2 separate regions of the Mus musculus genome follow, and region 2 is linked to region 1. Evidence: chromatin contacts called from public HiChIP or PLAC-seq data. All regions are on one chromosome and are shown on one strand. Each heading gives the region's core, a stretch centred on a gene start, on an enhancer-like site or on the middle of the called end of the contact. The rest is flanking DNA. Distances are from core to core; before and after follow the strand shown. Region 1 overlaps Megf6 (multiple EGF-like-domains 6). Region 2 holds the start of Arhgef16 (Rho guanine nucleotide exchange factor (GEF) 16).

Region 1 (6,999 bases), core at 3,760-6,259:
ATCGGATCTCATTACAGATGATTGTGAGCCACTAAGTGGTTGCTGGGAATTGAACTCAAGACCTCTGTAAGAGCAGCCAGTACTTGTAACCACTGAGCCATCTCTCCAGCCCGAGGGGGTCTTTTCTGTTGCAACAGTAATAACTTCCTAGTGCAAGATGGGCATGGGTGTGTGGCTACTTTCCCCACCCTTCGGTCACCTGAGTATCTGACATGACACTTGGAGGTAGCCCAGGAGCAGCTCAATTGCCCTGTAGTCACTGGGCAAAGGGCAGACTCCCTAAGTCTGGTCATCCCAGACCCACTATCTACAGAGAGATCAAGATCAGGACAGCACATTTGGCCCAGCTGTATGACAGCAGCCAGCAAGATGAAGGAATGAATTCTAGAAACTAGTGTCCAACTACAGTCACCGATCCATTTAACACCACCAGTCCCGAGAAAGGCCAGCACTGACTTGCTGGAACACATTTTGGGGTATATAGGTGGCTTTTTTTCCCTCTCCCTTGCTGACCTCTCCTGGGTTCTAAGGACTAGGTGCCAGTTGGACAATATAGGAAGCCCGAGTTCCCTCCCTTCTGCAGAAACCTGGCTGGGTTGTAGACCATTCCTTGGGGTGCCTCCCTCCCATCTACTGTCAGGGGGAGGAGATCACTCTAGGTCACCCAAAGACCCACCCACCAGGTGCCTCGGGGATGCTGGGCTAGACAGAGCACCCTACCTTCACAGGCTTTGCGGTCTGCAGCAAGCTGGTAACCTGGGTGGCAGCCACAGTGGGCAAGGCCCCGGAGTTCCTGGCATGTATGCATACAGCCACCATTGCCGTCTGCACAGGGGCTTCTCCCTGGATACCAGAGGGATGGAGGCAGAGAAAAGAGATGGGGAAAGGGACTCTGACGACTCAGAATCCCCTTCAGTACAGGAATTCCTCTCTGCTCCAGCCTGTGCCATGCCCCCGCAGCTGGAGGCAGCTCTGAGTTCCCCCAATAAGTCTCTATTCCCCAGTAAGTCTCCATAGCCAAGGTCGGGACTCCTAAGGCTCTGCCAGAACAGAGTCAGCACCCGACCAAACCCACGACTTTCAAGTGTCATGGCTCCCAAAGAATGTGCACCATGTTAAGAAGAAAAGCCTAGCAGGAAGGCGGCCTTCCAGCAAGGGGGTGGCCAGCCCAGGTCAGCTCTGACTGTGAGCCTGGCCTGCTCCCCCCAGATCTCTTGCTTTGAGAAACAGTGTTGATCCCAGCACTTGGGAGGCAGAGGCAGGCGGATTTCTGAGTTCGAGGCCAGCCTGGTCTACAGAGTGGGTTCCAGGACAGCCAGGGCTACACAGAGAAACCCTGTCTCAAAAACAAAACAAAACAAAACAAGACAAAACAAAACAAACAAAACAAAACGAGAAACAGTGTTGAAACAGAAGCCCCAAACCATGTGATCCCCAGTCCTCTGACCCAAGGATCCCATGTGATCAGCCAAGCCTATGACTGCCCCCCAAAGCCTGTACCCCTCTCAACCTCGTAACTCCCTCAGCCCTGTCAAACTCTCCCCCTTTGCATCCCCAGGGCTCCAGCTCTGTGATTCCCTCCATCCTGTAACCTTCGCACTCCTGTGACCCCGTGAACTACTAACAACCCCAGCTCTGTAACCTATTCAGCCCTGTGCCCCCTAATTTTGTGATCTCCCAGTCCTGAGACCCCATGCCATTCCACCCACATGGCTGGCCTCGGCCCCCTCATATTAACACTCCCTCCCTCCTGTGCTGGGGAGTCTCAGCACCTGCTCTGTCCCACTTCCACATGATGTGGGGGAGGGGACTCTGGTCCTGACCCACACACTCCTTTAGCAAAGTCTTTCTCCTAGGCAGGCATTCTAAAGTCCCAGAGCCTGGCTGGCTCCTCCACCCACACCCCAGACAGACACCTAGAGAGCCAGAATGCTGTCTGCATCCTGAACTTCCTGTTCGGAGGACCCAAAACCTGGTAGCACTCACCATGCCTGCAGCTCAGGCCCACAGCAGCCCTCACCTCCCTCCTACCACCAGGTATCCATCCTCACATCAGCTTCTCCCCTGAATCCTGGACCCCCTCGTTCTCCCAGCTGCACAAACAATACTTACGGACACAGCGCCTGCCATCCTCCTGCAGCTGGTACTGGGGCCGGCACTGGCAGCGGTGCTGTGTCACGGTGAGCTGTACACACTGATGCTGGCAGCCACCATTTCCCAGAGTGCAGGAGCTGATGGCTGGGGACATGAAGAGCTTAGATCAGGCCAAGAGCACAGATCATCCCCACACTGGCAGGATCAATGACGATGGATTCCCACATGAACCCTCACCAGCCTCCCCTTCTTCTCAGTTCCCAGCAAGCCTAATTCCCCAATCACCTACAGGGTCCACAGTACAATAGATCTCTCTCTCCCTCCCTCCCTCCCCCCTCCCCCAATCCTGTAAACCCAGCCCACTTAGAGGCTGGAAACAAGACAGATCATCCTAACTTGATGGAAGCCTAGCATTTCCCCAGCACAAAACACGAAACCCCAGAAGCAGCAGCTGGCTCACTCCCTGACAGCAGGCTAGGAGGCATAGCAAGATCAACCCTTGGTCCTCAGGCCAGGACAAAAGGAAGGGCAGCTGTGGAGCGTCTACAAATGGGCGCCACTTCACCTCACAGGCCAGGCAGGCCACACCTCACACCCAACCAAAGCATCCAGACTTCCCAGCATCCATAGGTCCTCAGTGAGACCATGTCCCAGAGGGCAGCACCCTGACCCTCCTGACTGGACTTCTGCTGCAGGGCGTGGTTAGAGGGGTGGGCTGGGCTGGTAGGCGCCTGTGTGCTCTCTGGGTGATATCCTTCATAACCTCGGCTGGCCTGTGGAGAAGGGGAAGATGCTCTGCCCGGCAAGGCGTGGAGGACGGACATAGAGTTTCCACCAGCCGTGGCAGCCAGCTCCTGGTATGGATTTGGTTACAACGGAGCCTCTGGCAATGGCCTTGTGGTTAGAGGAAGTTAGCCCTAAGCTCTGGAGGGGAAGCCACAAGAATGCAGCCATGGCCTGGGAGGTGAGGCTGTCTGCCTGCCTGCGGGCCTGTGCCCAGAGCTGTGTCAGCAAACCTGAGACTCATCACTAAAGCACTTTGGGTGGCAATGCTCAGCCCTAGATGCCGCCTAGAATGTGGGAACTCTGTCAGCTTTAAGCAGTTCGGTCCTTGGCCTAGCTTGGAAATATGGTTAATGACTGCCTAAGGAATTGGGGTCTGGCACTGCTGGGGTCAGCACTGCAAGGCCCAGGTGCTGGCAGCTGCGTGGGCCTCGTGAGATGCCTCGGGGATCTGAGAAGGCCGGCCTTCCTTCAAAGCAAGCCTGCTTAAAGGCCACATTGCTTGTACAACAGCTCTCTCCTCGCTCACGTGACACACAGCCGGAGGAACACATGGAGGCCCCCTTCTCTGGGGCGAAGCCAGCCACGGGGAGGCAGAGACTGATCTCCTGGCCACGTGGGGTCCCGATATAAGGGAGAAGCCACAGCGATCTCCCACAGAACTGAGGTAAGCTTGCTAACCTGTGCTCTTCCCCATCTCTGCTCTGACCCCCTACACTGGACATAAGCCACGCTGAGCCCAGGCCTGGCTGACCTCACCTGAGCCAGCTGTTCGGCCACCAGCCCTCCCTCCTGAGGCGTCCCGGCGCCCATGCACGTGGCCTCAGCTGGCCCCACATTCCTGGGGGCTCTGTTTACTCATGCTCACCACACCAACTGCGTCCCTACTCGGGACACGTAATACGAACCAGAAGCCCATTCTGGCAGGGCCGGGCAGGCACAGGGGCATGACGTCTCAGCGTCTCAGCAGGAAGCACCATCCACCAGGAGGGAAAGGTACTTCATCTCCAAAGCAGCGGAATGAGTCCACCACGGCTGGCACTAAAGACTTGGGATGCCAGTGCAGCTTCACACCCTCAGAACCACCCCAGCCCTTCACTCCACAGGACTGCATCCGCCCAGATGCTCCCAAGCTGTGCACACCAGGGAGCCAGGCCAGCATCACCCAGCACATCCTTTGTGGATTCCGGGAAAGCTGAGCCAGGCAGATTTTTGTCCTCTCTGCGCTGGGCTTCACAGCTCCAGGAATGGCCAGGGTCTGTGTCTCCAGGCTCCTCAAGTTACTGAGGCACAGCTGTAAGACACACACTCGGGGCTTCTGCCAAGACCAGGGCCAGAGGCTCACATCTGGTTGTGGTGCTAGAAATCAGACCCAAGGTCAGACATGAGCAAAGCCGAGAGACCTTTGGAGCAGAAGCCAGGGGCTGAGAGACCTTTGGAGAGGTCAGTGGCTGAGTGACCTTTGGAGCGAAGTCAGGGACTGGCCTCCCTGCAGTAAGTATATATAGATGCATACTCATAAGGCAAATGCCTCAGCCAGGGTCGGTGAGACACCTAAAAGCACAGTACTGGAGATATATAGGCAGGAGGGTTGAGAACTCCAGGCAACAGGGCCGGATGGGTCTGTCTCCACAATATGCCCCGATTCCCCTTTCAGCCCACAGAAGTCTGTGGTCTGTATACAAGCCTGCAGGACCCAATATTCCGCCTCGGCCCACTTCCCGATCAGACACAAATGACTACAGTTGGGTGACATTCTTTATTAGAGTCTTAATGTCTGTGTGTTCCTGCTCCACCTCTGCCTTCCACCCTAATCGCCCCCGCCCTGCCCCGCCCAACTCAGGCCCCGCCCCGCCCCATCCCACCCTTTCCCCTCCACAACCCCGCCCCCGCTCCGCCCCGTCATGTCATAGGCTGAAGCCCTCTGATATGACATTGTTCAGAAGCTGGGTCTTATACCTTAATTAAGGTTGGAAGTGGTCCCACAGATGGGGCTCTGACCGCGCCAGGGACCAGAAGGGCTGGCACCTTGCTCTTGGACTTGCAACTATGAGCGAAATAAAGCCCTGTGGCTTAAGCCCACGTGGTGTTTGGTCCCGGCAGCCTCCACTGACCAGTTGGAATTCCACCACAGCTGGGCTGCAACTCCACCCACAGCCAGCAGGAGTCGCACTACTCAGGACAGGGTGTGAAGTGCAGAGCTCGGAGGAAAGACCTGGTTTGGTGGAGAAAGAGCCTGGATCTCATAGAAAATACATTTCCTATAGGACAGGGGGCTGCTTGCGCCAACCTGGTTAACACTCTTGGATGTATGGTGCCCCAACAAAGGACGCTTGTCCAGTCTCAGGAGGCAGTACCTGTACTCCAGGCTCAACCTTGGGTCTTGAGCCAAAGCCTCAGAGAGCCTTTCATCAGGAACACCCGAGGGTCATTTAGTTGGCTGCACATGAAGAGCCAGGTCTGCCTCCAGCCAGCCAAGCCAAGCCAAGCCAAGCCAAGTTCATCAGCTTCTTTATTGCATCCTCCAGATCATCCTGGAGGGTTGGGGCTGGCTCAACTGATGTGGCCATAAGGTGCTGAGAGCTCCCTCTATGCTCCATCAGTGGCCAGAGCAGCCTGTCCTTCCAGGGAGCCCTGGGCAATTTTCTACTGCCAAGGCTTAACTTCTGGCTGCACCCCTCCAGGGAAACACACTCAATCCAGTGAGAGGCCTCATAAGAAATTCCCAGCTTCCTCCCCCCAAAGCATTTACCAAAATACTTGGTGGGTTACGTAGATGGCAGATAGAACCCATAAGCAGGTGCACTCAATCACAAAACCAACGTTGGGCCTACTTGACCCAAGGGCAGAGGAATGGGTCCCTCCCAAAACTCCCCTACCCGCTTCAATCCAGCACCACCGTCAGTCACCAAGTATGCACACACACACACCCATGACATGCCATTTTCCTGAATGCCCACCGTGGCTGCCTAACCTCCCCTGCTGGGTTCTGCACCCAGTATGGGCTGCTCAACCTCGACACCCCTGTTCCACCTCAGCCTGTTCCTCTAGGCCAAGTGGAAGCAGTCCCTGCCCTTCGAAGAGCCAGGGTAGGATCATGAGACAGAGGAAGGGACTGACCACAGCAGCTGCTTTCTCTTTTCCCACCTCTCCCTCAGGCCAGGCCTCCTCAGGCTTCTCAGGGCTGGGAAGCTGACCCCTTGTGCAACTGTAACCCCTGCCAGGTTTTGGAAGAACTGGGAGACACGGGCAGAGCTGCATTGGCGGCTCCGTGGGGATGGGTTTTGCAAAAGAGCCTGGCAGTCTGCACGTTTGAGCTGCCTGTGGCTTTGGCCCCAGACCAAGCAGACTGCCAGCAGCAGTCTCGGGGGCCCAAGCAGCTTTCCTTGAGGTTTCTCCTCCAGGACGGAGCCTTGGGGACAGACTGGAGCCTGTAAAGTCCTTTACCGTCCCAAAGCCTGGGGAGTGAAAACCGTGTACCACAGGTACACACAAGTAGGAACAGGCCAAGGGCAGGGCTGGGCAGCTTTCCATCAGTCATGTGACTCTGGCGGCAGGACCACCACAGGTATATGTTATGTGTTAGCAGCAGAGCCCGCCCCAAGGGTGTCCATCCTGAGCCAACAGGTGTAACATAAAGAGAAGAGACCCCCCCTCCCCCCCGCTTTGCCATGGGGCTAAGCCAGCAATAGCCATGGTCCCTTAGACTGGCCCCATTTGTCCTTCACATACAAGGAAACATCCATACACAAGAACTGTGCCCAGGTCACACTAAAAGCCACTAGACAAGTGCACAGCACGCGGAGCACCTCAGCCACACGGAGAAGCAGGGCACCCCTTTTGCTGTTAGGATACCCCGAGGCCGTTCCCCTCCGGAGCTCTGCAAAATGTCACGGGAAAGCAGGAACGCTCCTGGACCATCAGCCAAACCACCCCACTGGGCAGGCCCTACTTTCCATGGCTGGGGAAAGGAGGAACTGGCTCATGCTAGAACACAGAAAAAGCTAGAGCAGCCTCAGGCCTGGCTGTCCCCACCTCAGAAATGAGAGGGAGGACAGAGCACCCAGGAGAGTGCATACTAAATCATGGGTGGGGCCTTGCTGTCCCCATTGGAGTGCTGTC
Region 2 (6,149 bases), core at 132-2,631, 53 kb before region 1:
CCAGGCAGAGCAAGCCACAGTGAGAGGCAGCTGTTTTTATTTTAATATTTACTTATTTATTTATTATATGTAAGTACACTGTAGCTGTCTTCAGACACTCCAGAAGAGAGCATCAGATTTTGTTACGGTTGGTTGTGAGCCACCATGTGGTTGCTGGGATTTGAACTCAGGACCTTTGGAAGAACAGTCGGCGCTCTTAACTGCTGAGCCATTTCATCAGCCCGAGAGGTGGCTGTTTTAACAGATACGGTCTCTCTTCTTGTCCCAGAGTGGTTGAGGTTCTGCTCTGATGGCCATGCCCTGAGGGGTCTTGGGGATAACAAACCATCTGAATACAATGTTGCATCATCAAAAAAAAAAAGAAAAAGAAAAAAATAGCTGTAATGGTGTCTGCCTGTAACCCCAGCTCCCAGGAACCTGGGACAGCCTGGGGAAGGTGAGTCTGGACTAAACATACCTGGCAGAGTCAGGATGGTCAGGGCCGTGTCAGCCCAGTCCTGACCCCCCTGCCTTTAAGAGGACCCCACTCTCCAATGGGAACTGGGCACTTCCAGCCTCCGCCTCCAATCCACCCTGCTCTGTGTTCTCTGTGCCTCCGCCTCAGGCTACCCTCCTGGACGTGTTCCCTCGTTTCTTGGCTCTTACACTCACTATGCCTCTTGCCTACCCTCCTCTTCTCACCTTGATCAGAGCCACCCTTGGGATCTCAGGTTTGATTAGCACTTCGGAGGGCAATGGTGCAGACCCCATCCTTTTCCACATGAGGAGCCTGACCCCCTAAACATGGGGGTCGTTATTACCTCCTCATTCTTGAGGACACTACATAGACTTGGTAGCTGTTTTCCTGAGATCTGGAGACTCGCGGCCAGATCTGTGTGGCTAGCAGAATTTCCAGCCTTCAGAGTTCTCAGTAAAATGAGGTTGTGGTGGATAGGTTAAACCATGAAAGGTGTTCTGGGAGATCCTGGCCAGGGCTGCCATGAAGCAGCCAGCTGCAAAGAATGCAGAGGGCGGGGCTTTCTTTCAACAAACAGGTTCCCGCAGGCCCGGGATTTCTCCGAAGGCTTCCTGGAGGAGGCGGCGGACCTGGGAGTGAGGCACAGAAGGAAGCGGGCGTAGGAGCGGGAGGGAGGGTAGACAGTACCCGAGGGCGGACTCCCGCCCGAACCACCAGACGGGTCACGTGAACGCAGGCGGACCCAGGTAGAGCGGTGACGCAGCCGGCGCGGCCAGGTGAGGCGGTGGTGGTGCAGCAGGTGCCCAGGGCGCGTCCCGCCCTCCGGCCGCGCAGCCGCTGGCGGAGCCCACCTGGCCCCGGCTCCGCCCGACCGCTCGCCCGACCGCCCACCGCGCAGGAAGTAGAGAGGGCGGGACCGGCCGGCCCCGGGACGCGGGGACCCAGCGGCACTGCAGGCTACACCCTCCCGGCCGACCCTCGGTTGCGCGCACAGGTGAGTCTGGGGACTGGAGAGTCAGCCAAGGGGAAGACCACCTGGGGCGCCCGGAGCACCTCTGCTCCATTCCCCTCTCCGCTCCCGCCCCTCCTGTACCTCGGCGACTTCATCGCGCCCCGCCCTCTCTCTTGGGCTGAAAGCCGGGGATCTGGAGCCTAGCTGCCCTGAGCCACAGTCCAAGGGACACTTTGCAGTGGACCTGGTTAGACACTTGAACGCAGAGACTCCTGGGAAGTCCCGGGAGGGGGGGGCGTGGAAGTGACTCTTCCGGGAGCTAGAAAGACGATCTGTTTAGATAGGCTGAGTGGCCTGACCCCCTCGTGCCCTTATCCCACCTTGGTGGCTTTGGTGTCTAGTCCTCTAGCCAGGCTCCGCAGTGCCTTCCAGAGGGAGAGGGCTGTCCCAGAAAGCAGAGGGCGGCACTTATAGACTGGACGGTGGTGAGCACCTGTCCCCAACCCACTACCTTGGTTCCCATATCTGTAAATAAGGAGCAGAGATCTATTTTGAGGTTGAGCGAGAAAGATGAATTTGGGCATGGGCCTGGTCCCAGGGGCCGAGATCTGAGTTGGTAGCCACCAAGATGAGATTTTAGCGGCCTCCACATCATGCCTGGAGCCCAGACAGGATTTGGTAGCTCCTAAGTAGATGCTTGGGTGTGTTTGTCACTTGAGTGACCAGCTGCAGGGTCCCAGGTACTGTGTGGAGCCATTCGTGACTGCATGCCAGTATGCCCTGATAGCAATGGCTCCCTACCCAGGTGTGTGGGCACCAAGCTTGAAAGTTGCTGTTTGTGGATTCAGGCAAGCTGCTCCAGCCTCCGGGCCTTGAGCCTCTGGGCCTCTGTTTATCCATCAGAGTTCATTGATTGAATGCACCTCTGCTGTGTTCCCTTCTGGGGACAGACCCTTCTTTCTGCCCATGGTCCAGAGAGAAGCCTCGGACCATGCGCTCACAGCACGGCCTGAGAGAGGGAAGGGTCTCAGGGCTTTGAAAAAGTAAAGACTCAGCCAGAGAACAGGGTGTCGAGAGCTAGGTAGAGGCTCCCTGCCACCCTTCTCCAAACACCTAAAGCTAGAAATCTCTGGTTAGTTGGTTTGTTTTTTAAGATATATTTATTGTATGTATTTAAGTGTTGTGCCTGTGTGTATGTATGTATGTATGTGCGCCACAGGCATGTCATGCCTGGTGCCCATGGAAGTCTTAAGAGGTCATTGGATTCCCCAGGGGTTATGAGGAGTTACAGATAGTTATGAGCTAGCATGTGGGTGCTGGGACTTGAACCCAGGGCGTCTGCAAGAGCAGTTGGAGCTCTTTTCTGTTGAGCCATCTCTCCAGCCCAGTAGCAAGAAACTTGTTAGTGTTAAGAGTTATTCTGGAGCCGGGCGTGGTGGCGCATGCCTTTAATCCCAGCACTCGGGAGGCAGAGGCAGGTGGATTTCTGAGTTCGAGGCCAGCCTGGTCTACAGAGTGAGTTCCAGGATCAGCCAGGAGTATACAGAGAAACCCTGTCTCAAAAAAAAAAAAAAAAAAAAAAGTTATTCCGGGAAGTTGTCTCCAGCGAGACACCTCCCACAGGGCGCGCCTTCTTCACCCTCGCGCAAGGAAGCTGAGTCCACAGAGGTGAGGCAGCAGCATGAAGTTCCCATAGCTTGTCTCTGCAGACAGACAGGCCGGTGCGCTCCGCGGAAGATGTTGGCGGCCTTTCTATTTGACCACCTGGTCTGGATGTTTGGTTTTGGTTTTGGTTTCCAGATCCATCCTGCCATTGCCTTAACTCACTCATTCTCTGTGACATCCTGCTCAGGTGACTGCCCCTCCGTAGCATCCTGAGTCCAGAATCCTGTCATCGCATCCAGTTCCTGGTTTGAGGACAACCATCTAGGTCAAGATAGGGCCTCAGAGCTTGACTCCTCCCCCTGTGCTCTCACCAGCTAGGGCTTGACCCAGGCAGGTCGCTTTCCCTGGGCTTCTCACTGCCTGCCAGAGAAGAAGTTAGGGGAGGGGCTGAAGTCAGAGCCGGCTAGAGGGTGTCTTCTGTGGACCAGTTTTTTTCAGCTGGTAAACTGGACTGTGGAGGCCTGGCCCTAGGCTCCCGTCAGGTCAGGACTCTGGCTGCCCCCCAACTTAGAAGCCTTCCCTGCTTGGGATGGTTGGGTTTATGGAACTTGCAGGAGTGATAGGTGGGTGTCTTGGGCCAAGACTGGATGCACTAGGTAGGTGAAGAACGGCTAGCTATGATCCAGTTTTCCCCACCTCAGCTCTGGAAGCTTTTGTTCCAATTGGCTGTTACAGGCTGCTTTGTGCCCTGCGGCTCCTGGCGTCCTGGCCTCTGGCCTCAGAATGCAGGTGGGTGTGATCAACGATGTCTTCAGCTGTTACTAAGTTGTCTCCAGGTGGGCAAAACTGCTCTCCCCCGCCAGGCAACACACACCTAACAAATGGAGCTAGCTGGTATGCGTTACAAACAAATTTGGACTCCAAGTCTCCTGCTCAGCCAGGCAGGGTCACCCAGGCACAAGGCCACCAATGTGGGTTGGCTGAGGCAGATCCTGCCAGGCAGAGATGGCCCAGGCACAGAGCTGATGATGGAGGGCCTCCAGCAGGGCTTAAAAATCTCAGATTCACAGTGGTTTGGGTTCCTATGACCAGCTGTAACCAGCTGCAACAGGCTCAGGCTAGGAAGAAATCAGGCTTAGGGGGACTAGAAGGCAGCATAGGTACCCCACAAGATTTGTGGGAAGCGATCTGCCTGAAAGGGGAGGGGGCAGAGAACCAGAGGCAGAGAAACCCACTCATCCAGGACCACACCCACAGTGGTCCCCTGAGATGTCTGTCAAGATCTCACTGGTGCTAATGGGATCCTGCCTCATGGTTCTGTGACCCGTGTGCCCCAGGATTTGTTCCCACTTAGGGTTATTTAGTGTGGCAAAGAGAACATGGGCTATAGGTTCTAAGGCCTCAAACACGGGGCCATTTTCAGCCCACCCTGAGCAGAAGCAGCTAAGAGTCACCTTCACTATGGCATGTAGGTCTGCTGAGTGGCTCTGACCCAGTTTCCGCTCATTTTTGTCAGGACCTCTGGGCAAGTTGGTTCTCACAGAGCACCAGAGCCTCATCAGTGAGACACGAGGTGGGCCCAGGACAGAGAAAGTACCAGCATCAGTTTGTGAATTGAACCCCAGTGTTTGTGGGGTTACTTGGAAGGAACTGTCCCTGCATCCCAAAAGCTCAGACTTAGGGAGAGGGTGGTCACCGTAGAAGGTGACTTTGGGGGTGCTTCCATCCCCCTATCCTGTGAGCCTGGGGTGCCTAGGATATGGAGAAGGCATAGCTGTGGCCCATAAGGAGCCTGCAAGGCCTTACGTCTGGCTGTTGGTATTCCCTGGAGCCCACTAGGAGACTCTGAGGCCCCCGTGTGCCAGTGTCTTAGTGAACCAAGATGAGAAGTCTGCCAGTCTAGAGGAAAGACTACCCCTTGGAGACATGGGCTGGAGCAAGGAGTCTATGACCCCCCCCCCTTGTGTCCCATGGGCCTCCCATCCACAGCAGAAGCCAAAGCAGCTTTTGTAAAGTTCCATGTCTGAGAGACCAAGACCAAGGGAAAACAAGACAAAGCAAGACAAGCGATGTCTTGCCCTCTAGGTTAACAGGAGATGTTGCATTTGCGGCAACAAGAACGGGATGCTAGGATTGGAGCCCAGTGAGGGGTGGGAGGGAGCGAGAAAGGTGGACGGTGGACGGGAAAAGCAAGAAACTAGGGGCAGCGATTAGTGCTGTTACAGAAGGAGTGTTACAGTGTTACAGAAGGAAAGGACAGTGCAAGGAATTGTGCATTAAACAAAATTGCCAGGCTCAGTGCGCAGGCCTAGAATCCCAGGCACTTGAGAGGTTCAAACAGGAGGATTCAGGAGCTGCCTGGGCCGCAGAGTGGATTCAAGACCAAGCTGTGCAGTCTAGTAAGACCCCATCTCAAACAAACCAAAATTAATCTTCATAAGGTGAGGGCCCGGGTATGTATGTATATGTGTGTGTGTGTGTGTGTGTGATATATATATATATCAGTGGTGTGGCAGCCTTCTGGCGTGGGTGAGGTGAGGGAAGGAAAATTATCCAGGAAATAATATTAAGACACATGCAGACACAGGCATAAAAATGAGGGACAAGCTGGCTGGGAAGTCTATCTAGCACCTTAGTCAGTCAGTGGATATAAAACCCATTTACAGGGCTGGGCTAGGGTAGAGAGGAGGACAGGTCACCGTCTGAGGAAGGGAAGTCTGGAGGCCTTAACAGCAGCAAGAAGAGAAGATTCTAAATTCGAGAGGGACGACATCCCCAGTAGGAAAGCTAGACCTTCCCAGCCACCAGTCCAGGGAGGAAGAGAGAAAGACCCCCGTTCTGACCATCAAAAATCTACCCCCTGTCACAGGGTACACACCTTTACTCCCAGCACTCAGGAGGGAGAGGCAGGTGGATCTCTGAGTTTGAGGCCAGCCTGGTCTAATATATAAAATCCAGACCAGCCAGGGATACACAGTGAGACCGTATCTCAAAAATTAAAAACAAACAAAGAAAATCTGAGGCTGGACAGATTGTTCAGTAAAGATCACCACCCATTCCTGCAAAGGACCTGGGGTTGGTTCCCGGCACAGACATGGTGGCTCACAATCATCTTTAACTGCAGTTTCAGCTGAT

What was found. HiChIP or PLAC-seq counts read pairs in DNA pulled down with a chosen protein or histone mark.
Region 2: an H3K4me3 HiChIP or PLAC-seq map of embryonic stem cells shows a contact between it and region 1, with 30 read pairs. The contact joins the promoter of Arhgef16 here to the enhancer-like site in region 1. A contact is called at or near these places in 2 of 484 Hi-C or Micro-C datasets (the HL-1 cell line and embryonic stem cells), 5 of 115 datasets of contacts at active chromatin or transcription factors (astrocytes, embryonic stem cells and epiblast stem cells) and 3 of 9 other capture datasets (adipose tissue, liver and pancreatic islet).

The regions. Positions count from the first base shown.
Region 1 is chr4:154,244,666-154,251,664 of GRCm38.p6, reverse strand. Megf6 (multiple EGF-like-domains 6) reads right to left here. Exons shown (of 37, transcript NM_001162977.1): 6 at 2,113-2,238; 7 at 721-843. Among named protein-coding and RNA genes, the nearest start is that of Gm52687, 51 kb to the left of the region's middle. Within about 2 kb of position 5,009, at least 76 of the 459 cell types and tissues checked have an H3K27ac peak or open chromatin away from gene starts, as enhancers often do. A contact at or near this core is called in adipose tissue, embryonic stem cells and epiblast stem cells, where this site is marked.
Region 2 is chr4:154,295,127-154,301,275 of GRCm38.p6, reverse strand. It overlaps Arhgef16 (Rho guanine nucleotide exchange factor (GEF) 16), which reads left to right and starts at 1,381. Exons shown (of 15, transcript NM_001112744.1): 1 at 1,381-1,451. It overlaps Gm52687 (predicted gene, 52687), which reads right to left and starts at 1,632. Exons shown (of 3, transcript NR_168682.1): 1 at 1,551-1,632; 2 at 801-1,086; 3 at 21-309.